Regions from separate parts of the Ovis aries genome. Here region 2 is linked to region 1. The links are chromatin contacts, called in public Hi-C maps. All regions are on one chromosome and are shown on one strand. Each heading gives the region's core, a stretch centred on a gene start, on an enhancer-like site or on the middle of the called end of the contact. The rest is flanking DNA. Distances are from core to core; before and after follow the strand shown.

Region 1 (3,390 bases), core at 91-2,590:
AGCCCCAGCTCTTGACCAAGCTGTCCAGTCTTTGGGTACTTTAGTCTGATGGTGAAAGGTGCCAGCTCTGGAGTCAGATGGCCAACACTGTCCTTGCTCCACAATTCACTCACAGAGTGATCTTGGGCAAGTATACGCTCATGTGTAAAATGTGACTATAACAGTACCTCCTACATACAGTTATCACAACAATGAAATGAAATGATTCAAGCAAAGCCTTGAGCCGAATGCAGGGCCCACAAGAGATGCTCTAATGAACACTGAGTTTGTGAGCCCAAACTCCACCATGGACTCATTGGTAAGAAACTGATGAAAACAATCAGCCTGGGCCCAAATTGCCCCATCAGTGATATTGCAGTTCAGTCACGAAGTGATGTCTGACTCTTTGCGACCCCATGGACTGAGGCCACCAGCCTCCTCTGTCTATGTAATTCCCAGGCAAGAATATTGGAGTGGGTTGCCATTTCCTTCTCCAGGGGATCTTCCCAACCCAAAGACTGAACCAACGTTTCCTGCAGTGGGGGGTTGTTGTTCAGTCACTAAGTCGTGTCCAATTCTTTGCAACTCCATGGACTGCAACAAACCAGGCTTCCCTGTCCTTCACTATCACCCAGAGTCTGCTCAAATTCATGCCCATTGAGTTGGTGATACCATCCAACTATCTCATATCTCATCCTCTGTCATCCCCTTCTCCTCCTGCCCTCAATCTTTCCCAGCATCAGGGTCTTTTCCAATGAGTTAGCTCTTCATATCAGGTTGCCAAAGTACTGGAGCTTCAGCTTCAGCATCAGCCCTTCCAATGAATATTCAGGACTGATTTCCTTTAGGATTGACTTGTTTGATCTCCTTGCTGTCCAAGGGACTCTCAAGAGTCTTCTCCAGCACCACAGTTCAAAAGCATCAATTCTTCGGCACTCAGCCTTCTTCATGGTACAACTCCCGCATCTGTACATGACTACTAGAAAAACCATAGCTCTGACTATATGGAACTTTGTTGGCAAAGTAACATCCCTTTTTAATACACTGTCTAGGTTTGTCATAGCTTTTCTTCCAAGGAGCTCAGTGAGGTTAGCAATTCATTATTTGTTTACAGAGAACATTACTCAGTAAAAGTGGGGAGGGGGAATGCGAGAGAGGGCAGGAAAGACAACATTTTGCTTTTCATTCTGTTACCACTGCTGCTACTTTATCTGAACATAGGAGGAGTGTCTGGACAGGTACTCAGCTGGGTCCTGCAAGCAAAGCAATGATCACAACAGGCAGCCCCTGTCTCAGTAGGAAGCCTGTTCTTTGGCTCCTCCCTCCCAGTCCTCCTCATCCCAATGGAACAAGACTTGCATACAGAGGCAAGCAATCTCAACATGCTATTGTCTAAGCCTTCCAGCCAGCGAACTGGATGAAATTAAGTGATCTGATTCTCTGTGCTCCCAATTTATGTCCTCAAGATATTACTAAATATCCAAAGAAGCCTAAGGGGTATTTAGACACCTTAGGAGGTAGGAGGGGAGGAGCAGATAGATATATTTCCAACAGACAATCCTCTACACATACCTACCAAAGCAGAACATATGAAATTATTAAAATAATACCAGTTTACATAAAACAAACACAGAGGAACAAACAATGGAGATATGCCATCTGCTTCAAGCTAGAGATAAGATGTGTCTACCAAAGAAAGGGCTTCTACAGAGTCACAAGTACTGTATTCAAATAATTTTCCATTTCCTCTGGACTAGTAAAAGCAGGCCTATCTATCATTAATGGATTAAAAGCCCTGATTTTTTTTCTAAAACACTTATTTATTTAAATGTGTACCCTTGGTGGGGGTAAGGCACACAATTAATTGGCCAAGGACTTTGTTGTTGTTTTAATGAGATCAATGTATTTCCAGTAAGCAACAAGATGGTTGGATGGCATCATCAACTCAATGGACACAAGTCTGAGCAAGCTCTGGGAGATGAAGAAGGACAGGGAAACCTGGTGTGCTGCAGTCCAAGGGGCTGCAAAGAGTCGGACCTGACTGAGCGACTGAACAACAACAAAGCAATTTCCACCCATACCTAGGTGAGTTTTTAACAAATAAATACTTATTGACTGATCAATTGCTTGAAATAACTAAGGCTTGGAAAGTACAGAATGAAACGGGGAAAGGAACCAAGAATTGGTGAATGTTGTGTAGAGAAGCACTCTGGTTAATAACTTGCCCAGGAAAAAACTATGCACTTGAAAATTTCTATGAGATCCTTCTCCAAGAGGAGACTATTACTAATCTTACTCTTTAAAAACAAAAAATAAAATAGTAATCTTGATGTTAGGAATCTTCCTCCTCATTTCACATTGGACAAACAAGTTCTGAGTTTATGCAGGTTCCTGCATGGCTAAGGCTTTTAAATTTAGACTCATCCCTTTCAGGGGCACTGATTTTGAAGTATCTCCACCCCCAGCGAGTTAACCACAACTTAATGCCACCTCTTTACCCTCCACATATTCTACTGCTACAATTCTCACAGGTTTAAAGTTATTTTCTTACATATTGGTCTCCACTGCTAACTGGAAATACTTAAGGGCATAAAGCATGTTTTATTCATTTTTTGTATTCCCAAATTTCCTAAATATTTTATTCATGCCATAAAAAAAAAAAACTACTGAGCCTACTATGGGTCAGATGCTCTAATCATTCAACAAAAATGTATCGAACTGACACTGTTCTTAACAAGCATTTGGAACACACCTGTGAACAAAACAAAAAGAGAGTCCTGGCCACATGTTCTGCAGGGGGAAACAAAGGACCCACAGATATACTACAGTGTACCCAATGAGCTAATAAGGAAGAAAAACCTTAGAGCAAGCTAAGGAAGATGAAGAGTGTGCAGGGGGCAGCACGCCAGCTACCACATTAAAAACAGTGCTCAAGCTAGGTGCTCAAGCTAGGACACCTGAGCGAAATGACACCTGAGCAAGCCTTTTAAGGAGGTCAGGCAGTTAGCCTAAAGCTCCAAGGGGATCTCTAGAGAAAGGCATTCCAGACAGCTGGAATCTCCAGGGCCAAGGCTAGTGTGTTCAGCAGTGTCTCAGGAACAGCAAAAGGGCCAGAGGGACAGGACAGGGAGATGACAATGAACTAGTAATAAGGTCAGAGAGGACCTCACAGGCCACTACAGGAGTGTGGGGTTTAGGGAGGGAGGGGCTGTTTGTTTTGTTTTGGGCTATGCTGAGGGGCACAGATCTTATCTCCCCAACCAAGGCTCAAACCCGTGCCCCCTGCACTGGAACCATGGAGTCCAACCACTGGACTGCCAGGGAAGTTCCAAGAGTGTTCTTAAAGTAACTGCAAACCTGCAAGATCAGACAAGAAGCACACATTCCAAGATACGTATATCTGTACATGAA
Region 2 (3,185 bases), core at 106-2,605, 250 kb before region 1:
GGGATTTCCCAAACAAGAATACTGGAGTGGGCAGCCATTTCCTACTCCAGGGGATCTTCCTGACCCAGGAATCAAACCCAGGTCTCCTGTCTCCTGCATTAGCAGGCAGAGTCTTTAACACTGCGCCACCTGAGAAGCCCCATTTACATGGAGCACAAACACACTAATAGTACATTTACATACACGGTTGGGTCCACTGGGCTGTAAACAGAGTAAGGTTTGAGTTCCAAAGTTTCCTTAAAATCTTACACAAAGAAATACTTAGGAAATGCTTAGCCTGCTAAATCAGGCTGAGGCTCTTCTGTCCCCTCCCCCATGCAGTCTGCCCCTCCCCCCCATATTCTTCACTTGCATCGCTGCTGCTGCTAAGTCGCTTCAGTCCTGTCAACTCTGTGCAATCCCACAGACGGCAGCCCACCAGGCTCCTCTGTCCCTGGGATTCTCCAGGCAAGAACACTGGAGTGAGATGCCATTTCCTTCTCCATTCACTTGCAATACTGGAAAGTATTTGAGACTTTATGAAGGAGAACCATCAAAAAGAGCTCTAACACTCACTTCTATAGCAAACATTAATCAACATGAGATAATTTTCTAAGCTGCAAAGTTAGAAATGAGGAGGAAGGGGCAAAGAAGGTGAAAGCAGGAAGCCCCTGAAGTTCAGAACTGACTTGTCCTACACCATCAGCTTTCCCTGGTGTGGATCACTTCCACACTTAGCAAGAGGAGGACGAATCTAAGGACCCACTAACACAGCAGACACTGATGCAGGGTCTTGGGAGTTTTCGGCTAATGTTGAAAAAATAAGCAGCAGAGTGATCCACATTTTATGCTCACTGCATTAAATAAGAAGACAGACAATACAGACACAGGCATCAGGCAAGGTGGGCTCTCGTTCCAAGCCTGATCCTATCAAGGCTTCACAGATGACCCCTGGAAGGCCACGAACATTGCCTGGGCTGGGTTTCTCATGGTAGAATGACATCCCAAGTATCCTAATTTATGCCCCCTGCCCCTCTCCAAAGTGTTAATTGTAAAATGTTCGGTGCTACAGTACAATAAAAGAAAGCAAAGGGTAATAGTGCAACTAAATAAAAATATCATCCTATACACATGCTGACACAGAATGACAAGTTCACTACAGGCCTTAATTTTATGCTTAAAAATTTTTACAACTAAACCTTCCAACTGATATTTTTTTCTTCTATATTTTTTCTTGATGTGGTTTGTATAAACCCCTGGTTTAAAAAAGAAGAAGGAAAAAAAAATAAGATCCATTTCTGAGGCTTGGGTTTACTGTTCTTACTGTTCCACCAATAAATCATCTCCCAGTCTGGGCTTGGAAAAGCACTGGCCACGGTTTGATTGCTCCAGCCCCAGGTTGCCAGGCAACCAACACAAGGGGGAAGTCTGAGAACTGCTGACAGATAGCCAAGTGGCTGAAACAACAGACTTCTCTCTGTCAAAAATGTGTTTCAGAGGGCCACTTCCCCACCTCTGCTCTCTGCTAAACACTACATGATTGTAAAATCAAAATCAAAAGGCCACTGTAATAAAAACACACTTCCTGCTCAATTACTAATTGTTAAAAAGTGGTGGGGAGGTCCAGATCACACAGTGTATGGCAACAGAAATGTGATACTGTAAATGAGATAAAGTCAGCAGCATGCAAGAACCCTGACCTAAATACGGCTCTGCAGCTTCCAGTCAGGGGACCTGGTGGGTGGAGCAAATCAGCTGGTGCAGAAAGCTCCGGGAAGAAAATAATGAATGTTGAGAAATTAAAAGAAACAAACCAAACAATAACTGAGCAGTCACAGGCTCACATTACTTAATAATAAAACCAAGAGCATTTTCAGTTGTTGTGAAACACAGTCCGGAGATGACAAGTTTTCCCTCTCACATGGATTTCTCACTGTGGAATAGGGAGGGCAAGGAAGGCCAGTGACCCTCGAGAACCACGCCCCCTGGTGGCTGGGCTGGGAGGGTTGGTGGTGATTCCCCAATGCTCGACTGTAAGCTGACTTACTGGAGAAGGAAATGGCAACCCACTCCAGTACTCTTGCCTGGAAAATCCCATGGATGGAGGAGCCTGGTAGGCTACAATCCATGGGGTCGCGCAGAGTCAGACATGACTGAACAACTTCACTTTCACTTTTCACTTTCATGCACTGGAGAAGCAAATGGCAACCAACTCCATTGTTCTTGCCTGGAGAATCCCAGGGACCAGGGAGCCTGGTGGGCTGCCATCTATGGGGTCACACAGAGTTGGACACAACTGAAGTGACTTAGCAGCAGCAGCAGCAGCAGCAAGCTGACTTACAGCGCCTGAGGATATAGCTGTCCCTCAGCATCCTAAGAGGACTGGTTCCTAAACCCTCCAGGATATCAAATTCCTCAGATACTCGAGTCTCTTATAGAAAATGGCCTATAACATATGCATGTCCTCCCCTATACTTTAAATCATCTCCAGATTACTTGTAATACAATATAAGTGCTATGTTAACAGTTGCTAGTGTGCAAAAAATTCAAGTTTGCTTTTTGGAAGTTGTTTGGAATTTTTTTCCCCTGAATATTTTTGATCTACAGTTGGCTGAACCCACTGATGCACAACCGGCAGGTGTGGAAGGCTGACTGTACCAGGTCTGAATCTGAAAGTCTAATGCAACATGGTAAACATCTACGGGGCAGGATCGACTCAGTCACCTCACATCACAGTCCCACTGAAAACTCTGCATCATCCAGAACTCTTCGGGAACTGACTGGTGCAGTGTTTGGAGAAGGGCAGCACTCAGAACACAGCTCTTCATCTTTTTTGTGCCATGGATCCTGCTGGCAGTCTGGTAAAGGCTAACCTCTTAAAAAACAGTTTTAAAATGCCTAAAATAAAGTGAGGGCTTCCCTGGTGGCTCCAGCAGTACAGAATTGCCTGCCAATGCAGGAGACATGGGTTCACTCCCTGGGTCGGGACAGTCCCTTGAAGGGGGACCCATTGCAGTATTCTTGCCTGCGAAATCCCATGGACAGAAGAGCCTGGTGGTCTGTAGTCCATGGATTCACAAAAAGAATCAGACACAACTGAAGGACTAAACAACAACAAATAAAGTGATATTACAATGGAAACGTTATCAAAACACTAAAAGTGCAAATATACATATATTATTTAATAACATTAAATAAGAACTCAC

The links. A called contact is a pair of places that touch in the nucleus more often than the background predicts.
Region 2: a contact with region 1 is called in a Hi-C map of hypothalamus, with 3 times the contacts expected there. The contact joins two enhancer-like sites.

The regions. Positions count from the first base shown.
Region 1 is chr12:44,077,176-44,080,565 of ARS-UI_Ramb_v3.0, reverse strand. The region is part of intron 1 of RERE (arginine-glutamic acid dipeptide repeats); the gene reads right to left. Among named protein-coding and RNA genes, the nearest start is that of RERE, 95 kb to the right of the region's middle. Within about 2 kb of position 1,340, at least 6 of the 54 cell types and tissues checked have an H3K27ac peak or open chromatin away from gene starts, as enhancers often do. A contact at or near this core is called in hypothalamus, where this site is marked.
Region 2 is chr12:44,329,536-44,332,720 of ARS-UI_Ramb_v3.0, reverse strand. The region is part of intron 11 of RERE (arginine-glutamic acid dipeptide repeats); the gene reads right to left. Among named protein-coding and RNA genes, the nearest start is that of TRNAE-CUC, 67 kb to the right of the region's middle. Within about 2 kb of position 1,355, at least 36 of the 54 cell types and tissues checked have an H3K27ac peak or open chromatin away from gene starts, as enhancers often do. A contact at or near this core is called in hypothalamus, where this site is marked.